2 separate regions of the Zea mays genome follow, and region 1 is linked to region 2. The links are chromatin contacts, called in public Hi-C maps. All regions are on one chromosome and are shown on one strand. The core of a region is the stretch at or near the end of the contact, and the rest is flanking DNA. Distances in the headings are between cores, read along the strand shown.

Region 1 (5,527 bases), core at 195-2,694, 200 kb after region 2:
GAGCGAACACGGTGATTTGTTTTACCGAGGTTCGGTTCCAAAGAACCTAGACCCCGTTGAGGAGGTCACAAAGACCAGGTCTATTTCAACCCTTTCCCTCTCTCAAACGGTCACTTAGACCGAGTGAGCCTTCTTCCTTAATCTCACGGTCACTAACACCCCGCAAGGACCACCACACACTTGGTGTCTCTTGCCTCGCTTACAAAGCACTTGAGAATAAGAATGAGAAAAGAAGAAAGGCAATCCAAGCGACAAGAACTCAAATGAACACAAAAATCTCTCTCTCACAAGCCATTAAGTGTTTGGAGTGAATTTGGGACTCGGAGAGGATTTGATATTTTGTATTGTGTCTTGGATGAATGCTAGAGCTCTTGTATTGAATGTGATATTCAGAAAACTTGGATGCTTGAAGTTGTGGTGGTTGGGGGTATTTATAGCCCTCAACCACCAAAGTAGTCGTTGGGGAGGCCGCTGGCGATGGGCGCACCGGACACTCACTGTTCAGTGTCTGCTGCGCCGCCACGTCACCCAACCGTTAGGGTTCTCGAGCAGTTGACTGTTGGCGCCTTTGTCTTCTTGTGGCATCAGACAGTCTGGTGGTGCACCAGATAGTCTGGTGCCCCTCTGACTCGCTGCTCAGACTTTTGCCGCGACACTGTAGCGCTGTCAGAGTCGACCGTTGAGCGCTGGTAGTCGTTACCCCGATAGCTCACAGGACAGTCCGGTGGCACACCGGGCAGTCCGGTGAATTATAGCAGAGCGCGCCTGCGTTTTCCCGAGAGTGGTTGCTTGGCTTCTGTACGGCCCTGGTGCACCGGACACTGTCCGGTGCGCCAGACCACAACACACTTAAGTTCCTTTTGCTCCTTTTGAATTGGGTCCCTAACTGGAATATTTATTGGTTTGTGTTGAACCTTATGCACCTGTAATACATGAGTTCTAGAGCAAACTAGTTAGTCCATTTGTTTGTGTTGGACATTCAACCACCAAAATTAATTGTAGAAAAAGGTTAACCCTATTTCCCTTTCAAGCATAATGCAACATTGCACAACTCCCTTAGGGTTTTAATCTCCAGCTTTGCACGTATACCAAAAATAAATCTTTTCTCTCAAATAAGGAAGAAATAAATTAGGAGAGAATGAAGAAGGGAGGGTAACACCTAGAAAAGAAACTTTTTTGTACCTCAAAATTTAGGTGTTACACCGTGGTGCCAGATTGCGTGGTGAGGATGCTTGCGACCCTAATCTACTAGACTACTACTGTGAGTAATTGGGGCGAACCCAGGGCATAACTAAAAGCGAGGAGGGGCGCAAAGGGTTTCTTACGCTCCTTGTGGCACGCATAGGGGTGACGCTGACCGGAGGTGATTGGCGTTGGAGCGACGAAGATTCAGTGAGATAGGTGCTGGTACATTTGACGATGAGGCTCGTTGTAGGTGTCACAAGCACTGATGAAGTTGATGACGCTAGAGATGGAAACGGGAACACTCTGGTGGCTGTAGAACACTCCTCTGAAGCTCAATAATGTCGATGATGACACTAGTAGCATGCTCAACTCAAAAGGAAAGGCGACGATGAAGGCGATGCAAGTAGGAATTGTTGGGCATTATTGGTGCCATTAAGAAATGGATTGAGCAGGGAAATGGCTAGGGAAGTTGCGTGTTATCCTGGATATCCATTGACAGTGGCAGTGAGATCAGTCAAGCGCTGCAAATGAGGAATTGGTGACGGGATGTTCGCTGGTGAATAGAAAGGAAGGTACATGAGGTTAGGGATGACATCCCAGTCCCACACGCTAGAGATAGAGAGAGAACACATGAGCGCGAGCGAGGAGGCATTAACACCATAGGCCCGTCTATCAGCGATCGAGCAAGAGAAGGACGCGAGCACACGCAACTGTTAGGCCAAAAGCCACTAGGCTAGCTCGGGACACTATTTTACCATTGTTATTTTTTAGAAAGAAATTTAAGTTAAAATTTCAGATTCAAATCCAAATGAAGTCCAAATTATTTCAAAAAAATCCAAAAAATTATAATCAAAGACAGGAATACTTTGACAAAGTTTGAACTTATTTCTTGTAAGAATTTATTATATAAAAAATAATTTCCTCTCTCCATAATTAGAGGAAAAGAGTCACTTGTGGTCAAGTAAATTCATTCCATGATTTTGGAGTTGCACAATTACAATGGAGTTTGTACATTGCAAAAATTAGGGTGTTACAAGCATCGATGATGAGGAATCATCCGATCTCCTCCCCCCTACTCTTCTTCCTTCAACTCGGAGGAGGAAGACCCCAAGATCTTCAAGGTCACCCCAGAAGGCAAGGAGGATGATGATGATGACAACAATGGTGATGATGAGGAAGACTATGATGACTATGACAATAACAATGATGAAGGTGATGATGGTAGTGATGATGATAATGGTGGTATATAGAAGCGTAGTCTAAGATTAGCCGATAGAATAGGTTAGGTTAAATCTAGTTGATAAATAACCTTAGAGGGAAATAACCACTCCATCGCATTTGTAGTATATGATATATCCATCCTAAATTAATAAAGTTTATTATCTTTTATCTCAATGTCATCAAATTGTCTTTGATTTATATAATGTTTAGCATGATAGTTCGGTAAAATACACCACCATCAACTCAATAGTCAAGACAAAGATCCAAATCTAAGTTGAATAGTTCAAAATCTCACCCAATCCGCCTCTCATTTGACTCAAGCCTCGTCCATTAAATCCATGCACACAAGCATCATAGCCTTCCTAACTTTAAACTAGAAACCCAATCCACCAAATTTTAACGGTGCAAACTAAACCCTAAGTTGGTTTTCCAATTTGAAGTTTAAATCTAAACAAAGGCAAGCAACTTCTTGAAGTGGAAGTACTTGGATTAAATGTATCCCTTGAAACTACTATTTTACATGCATTAATTTCTTCACCTTCTTTAATAGTCACCATTAATATTCCACTTCTCATTATTTTCTATGAAGAGACACATAATACCATCAAATTGGATTATGATAATTTTGATGGGTAAACTATTGGAGATAGTCTTAGAACTAAGATGCTTCAAATACTCTTATACTATAATCCCTTCAAGTACCAAGAAATTGATCTAACTTCTTGGGTTAACTCCTTCGGAGCCTAACCCAGTCCTTCTTCAGACTAATGAAAATGATTTGATTTCATAATCTAATCCTAGATCTTTTTCCATGCTGAGTGAGAATAGTTTTATAGATCCCATTGGTAGACTTATCAAGTGCACATCCTATGGTCAAGCCTTATGTCGAATCCCATGTAGCAAACTAGAAGATAAAACTGTAGCAAAGTGGTTCAAAATTTTCTATGAAGAGACACCTAATACCATAAAATTGGCTTATGAAAATTCTGATGTTTTTGAAGACCCTTCTTCCTTCAGACTAGACAACTTATTGAGAATCCTAGAACTAGGGACTTACACATTCATCCTTGTTTTGTACCTATAGCACAAATGCTTCCAATAGAGTCATTAACATTGGCTACAAATCATATCAGTCTGATATCATAGCTCGTCAATTTGGTCTTGGTCAACTGTCTCTCCATTTCCAAACCCATCACTACATAGAGTGCAGAGATGATCTGAATGACCCAACCTTCTGCTCTGGGCATACTATATTTTCTCTGAGCTATCAATCCCTATCCCTTATAACCTAGATTTTACCGATATCACTAAAGGATACAGAGTTTGGTGGCAAATGTGGTAACAATGCATTCTACCATGAAATAAATGTGGCATACAATCTTCATAAGATGCAATAAATAAATGTGATGCCCTAGGAGCTCTCTAATCTCACCAAAATGATGATCCCAATGATACAAGTGAGTGGACTGTGTCTCTTTACCCTCAAGAAGTGTGCATAAGTGTATGGGGTGGCAAGCATATGGCCAAAGTCGACCACATGTCAATTTATAGACTCCACAAATGCAACTGTTACCCTCTTCGTAGACCAATTATAGAATCACTAGATATAACTGATGCTCCACTAGTGCCTACACCAGACATGTTTGGTGTGTTTCCAATTGTTATTTTCCACTGGCTAAAAACTAGCCATTGAGGTATCTTGGGCTCATGGCGCTTGTGTTTGTTACATCTAAAATGCTCTATTTTTATGCTCAATTCCTAGGTTGATGTGGCGTATGATGCTAGTACCATACATGTCAATTTTGTCAGTGACGGAAGATGCCTAAAAATTTAGGTATGGCTGCGGGGAACTTAAATGACTGAGCTAGTTACAAGAATATAAACATAACTATCACATTTTTACCAAGTTCACTGGAAAACAAGTAACAAGATTGAAGTCTGTATTTTTTATAATATCAATGATCTGGTATCGCAAGGAAAGTTGAAATATACAATTGCATAGAAGCAATGTATAAATATTTGATATACCATAAGTAGAAATCTAACTGCATATGATGTATGAACAAATAATGCATGAACATGCCACCGTACAATGTATGGTTCGGCGAGACACACACTAATATTTTTGTTTGCCGGTGTCTGCTAAGAGGGAGCGGATGGCGGAGCGCCAGCGACTAGAGGTCAGAGCGTCAGGCGCGGTCATGCGGATCAGGTGGCGGAGCGCCGGGTGCAGTGGCACACGACTGTGAGCGTGTGGCTCACGACTGGGATCTAAGAGCCTGAAAGGAGGCGGTAGCCTCATAGATGATGACAGGGGGAAGCGCGAGCGAGCAAGCGAAGCTCGTAGATGGAGACGACAGTCTGCTCGAATGTGATACAAGGAAACGTTAGGCTTTCTCACTTCCCATGCTGGACCGAGCTGAAAAATCTAGGTATGGCGCAGACCACAGTGCACCATAATGGACGTTGTGCCACTGGATTTGGTTGTTTATTGGTGTACCATCTCAAAAAAGAAATGTGAATCTTATTTTTTTAGAAGTCAATAAATCTTAAATTTGATTAAATTTATAGAAAATAGTATTAATATGTATACCTCCAAATAGGTTTATTATAAAATATATTATCTAGTACATTATAAATAATAATATTTTTATCTATGTGGTTAAATTTAAGATTAATTGCTTCTCAAAGTGCAAGATTTGCTATAGATTATAAATAATAATAATTTTAGATATATTTAATAATTAAACCAAGACAAAAATGGTGTGCAAGCACCTTTTTAAAAACATCGTTTTTAAAAATAAGCCTCTCATCTCTCCTTGAACTTTTTTAAAAAGACCCTCCCACCTTCATTTCTATGTCTTGGTTGCACGGTTGTACCAATTAGTTTGGTTGCACCAAATACGTTCCCATTAAAGATTGATTGATTTCTCGAGATTTACATTTGGATAGACGAAGTAGAATGGTATACGCGGTTCATTCCATGTGCATAGATAGACCAAACAAATCTAGGATGTGAACTAAACATTAATCCCTCCATTCTAAAGTAACTATAGATCTTGCTTTTTCTTAGGTTTATAAATATTATCAATATTTGTACTCATAGTATTTATGCACCCAA
Region 2 (5,677 bases), core at 761-3,260:
GCGGGTACCTTTGCGAGTAAGGTGACCACCACAGCCTCCTTGGAGATGCTGTGGATGCCTATTGCCTAACCTGAAAAGCGGACGCCATATGCTGGCATAGCTAGGCGACCTTGACACCCAGAAACTTTTCTTGCCTGGACGACTAGGCAACGACTTTAAAACCATGAACATAAGCAGTGGTGCTGATGTGGACCTAATAACTAGCCAAAGGAAAACAGACTCTGAAGGTATCGAGGATCCTTCTATTGTGATTAGCGTAGAGGAGTTCCAATGCCTTTATGATGCTAACAGGGACCATTTTTACTGATCCTCCTGTGACTACCCTGGTGACAGCTGAATCTGATAAAGGTACTTGTGATGCAGAAGTTTGTGCTGACAAGTTAGAACCTTCTGGTGCTGATGATGTTGGAATGATTGTTGTCCAGGAGGCTGCTTCTGTTGATGATCACAATAGAGCACAAGGTATAGGTGAATGTAATTTCCTACCTATTGTTTAATGCTGATACTGAGCATGTGTCAGGTACTCACTTTGCATATGGTTTTTCAGGTGGTGAGGCTCATTGTTCAGAACAAATAAAGATGGCTTCAATTGCACAAGCGGTGTCTAGCATGGCTTTAGTAGGATATTCTTCTTCAGAAGACTCAATGGTGGATGCTGCTGCCCGAGTAACTGATGCTGATTTTGTGGATAGTAAAGCAGCTGGTGTTTATCGCCAAGAAACTATGCCTACTCAAACCACCTCTACCCTCCCAGAGAACATGGATTCTCCTGCAACTGCTGCTACCATGGTTGAATCGAAGTTTGCTGCCTCGTCTGAGCACGTTGCAGGACCCGAGCCAATTGATGAAACTTCTGTTATGCAAGTGGAACTGGCAACAAGCACAGGGGATGGATGTGCAGCAGATGGTCACAATCTTGTTTCATCTGAAACTGTTGTTGAAGTGAAGCTTGCTCAAGAAATTGTTGTTCCTAGTCCAGGTGGTAGCATAGAAGCTAATAATACTTCTACCATCAGCGAAGTATACAAAGATACCCAGTCTCGTGCATCTGGTGAAGCATGCAATGATGGTCAGTCTCATGGTGATGAAAATATGAAACTTGGTGAAGCTTACACTGAACTGCAGCTGGCACCTTCCTCTGGTGAGGAGGCCATGACATGTATGTGTAGTGAGCTGCCCAGCCAGGAGGTGGAGGCTCCAAGCAGTGACCCTTTGGAGAATAATGAAGAAACGAAAAATGAAGCTGCTGCTCAAGGATCAGTAAATGAGGATTCTGCTCCTCGTGCTGAAAATGCAAAGATTGATGAAGCTGACACAGAACAGGAACTGCTTCCATCTGGTGAGGCCACGGTAGACGAATCCAGCGAGCTACTCAGCCAAGACGAAAAGGTGGCTCGTAAAGATGCAAAGATGGAAGAGTCTGCTGCTGCTGCTGCTGCACAGAGACAGCTAACTACTGAAGTTGCTCATGCAAGTGAAAACGCGAAACTTGGTGAAGATGGCACGGAGCTGCAACTGCCACCACCTTCAATGGTAGACATATCTAGGGAGCAACTCAGCCAGGAAGTGGAGGTTGCAAGCTCTGGGCCTTCAGGAACTGATGAAACTGCTGAGATGAAACGGCTAAACACTGAACATTCACCTGGTGATGAAACTTCAAAACTTGTTGGAACTGATCTAGGACTGCAATTGTCACCTTCTGGTGATGCCATGGTAGATATATCTAATAAGCCACCCAGCTGCCAAGACGTAAAGGAGGCCCCGAGCAGTGACATTTTGGGAAATGATGAAAATTCAGACACCGAGAAGACTCCTGCTGCCTTGCATGGACGGCTGAACACCGAACTTGCTCCTAGTGGCAGAAATACAGAATTTAGTGAAGCTGACACTGGAAAACAAGAGACACCCGTGTCTGCTGAGGCTATGGTAGAATCATCGAGCGAGCCTCGCAGCCATGAGGCAAAGGAAGCTCCAACCCCTGACCTGTCTGGGGATGATGAAAAAGCGAAGTCAGCAAGGGCTGCTGTTGTTGCGGAACTTTTTGGAGATGCAACAGAAGGTGGTTCGGATCAGCCATTGCCGTCTCCTAGAGAACAAGGCAAGGAAGCAGAGGCCGATGGAGGCTTTTAGAGTAAAGTTGCAAATATTGTATCAAGAGATACTAGAATCCGTGTAAGTAAGAACTGCTAATAGTGCTTTTAGTTGTAACTGGTGTAAGCTTCTACTCAGAATCAAAAGCGACGTGCTGAGATTACAGCAACAGTGGCCTACGGCAGTTTACTACTGTTTTGTGCAATATTGCTGCTGAGTTTTGTTGAGACAGGCAATTGATCTGTCATCTGTCTCGTCTTGCATCGAAGTTGGCAGCACCATGGTGAGGTGCTCCCGCCTTAACCTGGAAGCGCTGACAGAGGGAAGAACAATACTCTCTGGTTTCCTAATGTTTTCCTGTTCACTGTTTTGATTTGATGCTGCATTGCAGTAGTGTGACTTAGTAACATAATGGTGCGTTTGGATAGACGGACATACCGATCCAGAATCATCTGAACCTAAATATTGAGTACAAGCTTAGATTATCTGTTTGGTCTGCTTTATGTCTGGGTGCAATGCTCTCTGATTTCTGGACGGAGTGGTACCGCAATCCAAACAGACTTTAATGTTTGGGTGCTTCAGGTCATAATCAACCATCTAATTTACTTTGCAAATGAATGTTTCAAACTGGACTGCTCAAGCCTACCAAGTTTAATGGTCCTTCCTAGTATTGAATCCTTTTGAGTCTAGCCCGTTTCCTCATTTGAATTTTCACTGTTAGTGTGCCTATACTTGCCTCACGTAGAATTTTGAAAGCTTATGGTTGGGTGCGTTGTACTCGACCATCTCAAAGCAGGTGTAGTTTTATTTTGCAACGCACATCTCATGTTGAAGTGTTTCAGGAACGTGTATTTGAATTGTCTCAATTTGACGGCGTGCCAACTGATCTCATCAGCGGCGGACCTAGGTATAGTGGAGTGAGGGCTTGACCTAGGTATAGTGGAGTGAGGGTACAAGCCCTCGCTCATTTCTTTGGTGCAAGTAGTAGAGACTAGATTTTCACTATAAGGTCCCCTGCTCAGTTCAACTTAGATGCCCCTGTTCTGGTGTTTTGATGCATGTCTTCATAAGTGTGCCCTCACTCTCATTTTGCTCTAGTTCCGCAGAGGGTGCCAGAGATCGGGTTCATACGAGTGACCTCACCAGACTATAACCGATTATGATTAGACTGAGTATACGAGGCCAGACCCCTACCAGATTGTTCCTGATGTGAACGCCTCCAACCGTGTTTATCAGATTCCCTTTCCTTTTCCCCTCTTCCTGGAGCTTTGGCAACTTTGGAGGTTCGAGGTCTTCATAAAGCCAAGGACCATCTAGAACATGGTCCGGGACCAGCGACGTTCCCTTAAGGCCTTTGCTTTTATTGCACTCAATCCTCTGAACCATGTGACTTATACTTGTCAAACCTAGTTTGAAGCATGTTAGAAGGGAGTTCTGGCCTTGAGAGGTGGGCCTAAGAGAGTTTACAATATGGGATGGGAAACAACTAGATAGAGCTGACAACACTCGATCTTCTGAGTTTGTATTCCTTCTTGGGTACTGCATGATCTTTTGGCGTCCTTATCCTGCCACCTTGTACCGTCTAATTAGAACACATGCCTTGATGTAGGTTGCGGCGTAGCCTAATACTCTACCGTGCGTAGGGTGTAACAGATGATGTCGTCCAGTCTTCTCCGCCCATCCCTTCATGCCTCGGTAACACACGAAGCACAATGGAAGTCATAATGAAGGGCACCCAAACGACACATGTGGGTAATAGTAAAATCCACACGTTACCGGCCTAACACGTCGTGTGCATTTAAAGCTAGGGCACACTACCTGCTACTTACGCGGGCAAGTATGTGTCCCGACGATACTCAATGTTGGCATCCTTATGGAATGAGAGGCAGAGGATTTCATCAGAGGCTTTATGCCTGAGGCTTTCGTCAGGCATCGTCTGATATCTTACGCTAGGGGTCTGGCCACGTGTTAGCACCGGACCCCTACTTGGGTGAGAGGCAGACCTGGGGATAAGTGGTGACACTGTTTCCCAAGTCTTCCCTAACAATGGGCTCGAGCCGTCCCCGAGGGGATCCAGGCTACGTGGTGATCCCAGACCTCAATTGGCTTGAGGTCCGGATGGTGTATTTCATGCTCGGTGTCGTTCTGAAGGCTTGGTGTTTTAACCAGAGAGCACTTTCTCCTATGTCCCCTCTGGATCCCTTTGGCTTGGGATCCGTTGGGACACAAGGAGGTCCGGGCCCTATTACAGGGTCCCAGACCAATAGCTTAGGTTGTTGATTCCTTCCTTTATGGGGCTTGATGGAGACAACGATCCATCCCATGAGGCAAGCCTAGGCTGGTCATGACCCCGAAGGCTCACCTTGACATAGCAGGAGTGGGTACCCTGTTTTTAGGGTACCGACAGAAATAGTGACGCCTAAGCGGGGGTGAATTGGGCAATCTATTTTTGCACTAAATTATAACCTCTATTTTTTAGTTAATAAAAACCTATGCAGATACCCAAGCGTTCATATGTGCAACTAAGATTTTGACTATATGTTACTATCTCTACTGCAAAAAGAATTTTACAACCTAGGTTTCAGATCTAAGATTTAGTTAATAAGATAAAACACAACCAAAGGTAACAAGATAAACATGGAAGCTTAAATTCGGTAGAGTACAAACTTTCGTTGATGCACCGATATTTTTATCGAGGTATAAAAAAGAACGCAAGATTCCTACTAATCCTCTTTGGAGCCCCCCACATAAGAGAAGTCCACATGAGGGTTAAGCTCTTGGTCTAGTAACTCCATAGATAGCTCAGGGCCTTCTCCACATGTAAGTGGTGCTCTGGTTCTGGCCTCTCTTGGATTCTCCCCATCCTCCACTATCAAGCTTTCGGCTGAAACACCGTGAGCCTTGTTCCCTCTAGTATACGGTGGTGACCACACCACAATAGTTGGTTGATCTCACAAGACTAACAACCGCTCATGGTACAACTAATACAATTGTGTGTGCATGCACCAAGGGTTTGAGGGCGTCTAACCTTACTTATACCACTAGGGGTTGACCTAGAGCAAACACTATAATAGCGATCTAACTAACCTAAACACTTCACAAAGCACCTAGGCTAATCGTTAAGTGATCCTTTAATCACTTGATTGTCTAGAGTTATAGGAATGGTATCCCAACTCTCTAGTATTGTTTCTTAGCTCCCACATTTCTGAAATGGTTGGTTGGAGTCATATATATAGCCTCCCGTGTCCAAACTAGCCATTGGTAACGACTAGACGTGTTCAAGAATCGGATTAGGTTCGGATCGGGTCATGGTTTATTTGGCACGGCCCATAGCCAGCTTGTGCCTAGTGTCGGGCGAGTCGACCCGTGCCTCCCTGTTGGACATGATAGGTCGGGTTTTTCGATTTGGGTCGGTTTTTTGGCTCTAGGTCAGGTTTTTTTGGGTTGGGTTAGGTTTTGGGTTAAAAATCATGGCCCGTACCCGCCCGTTGCATTGGTCGGGTTTGTGAAAGGGAAATGTGCCTTTGGGCCATTTCTATAATGTTTTGGTGATTAAGTGCCCTACACATATTCTCTAAGTTCTAAA

Evidence for each region. A called contact is a pair of places that touch in the nucleus more often than the background predicts.
Region 1: a Hi-C map of bundle sheath shows a contact between it and region 2, with 2.8 times the contacts expected there. The contact joins two enhancer-like sites. A contact is called at or near these places in 4 of 25 Hi-C or Micro-C datasets (bundle sheath, ear, tassel and 1 more).

Annotation. Positions count from the first base shown.
Region 1 is chr6:129,399,272-129,404,798 of Zm-B73-REFERENCE-NAM-5.0, forward strand. No RefSeq gene overlaps it. Among protein-coding and RNA genes, the nearest start is that of LOC100280336, 16 kb to the right of the region's middle. Within about 2 kb of position 1,445, at least 4 of the 20 cell types and tissues checked have an H3K27ac peak or open chromatin away from gene starts, as enhancers often do.
Region 2 is chr6:129,198,656-129,204,332 of Zm-B73-REFERENCE-NAM-5.0, forward strand. It overlaps LOC100383943, which reads left to right. Exons shown (of 39, transcript XM_035960151.1): 38 at 364-462; 39 at 548-2,466. The coding sequence ends at 2,130. Among protein-coding and RNA genes, the nearest start is that of LOC100383943, 50 kb to the left of the region's middle. Within about 2 kb of position 2,011, at least 3 of the 20 cell types and tissues checked have an H3K27ac peak or open chromatin away from gene starts, as enhancers often do.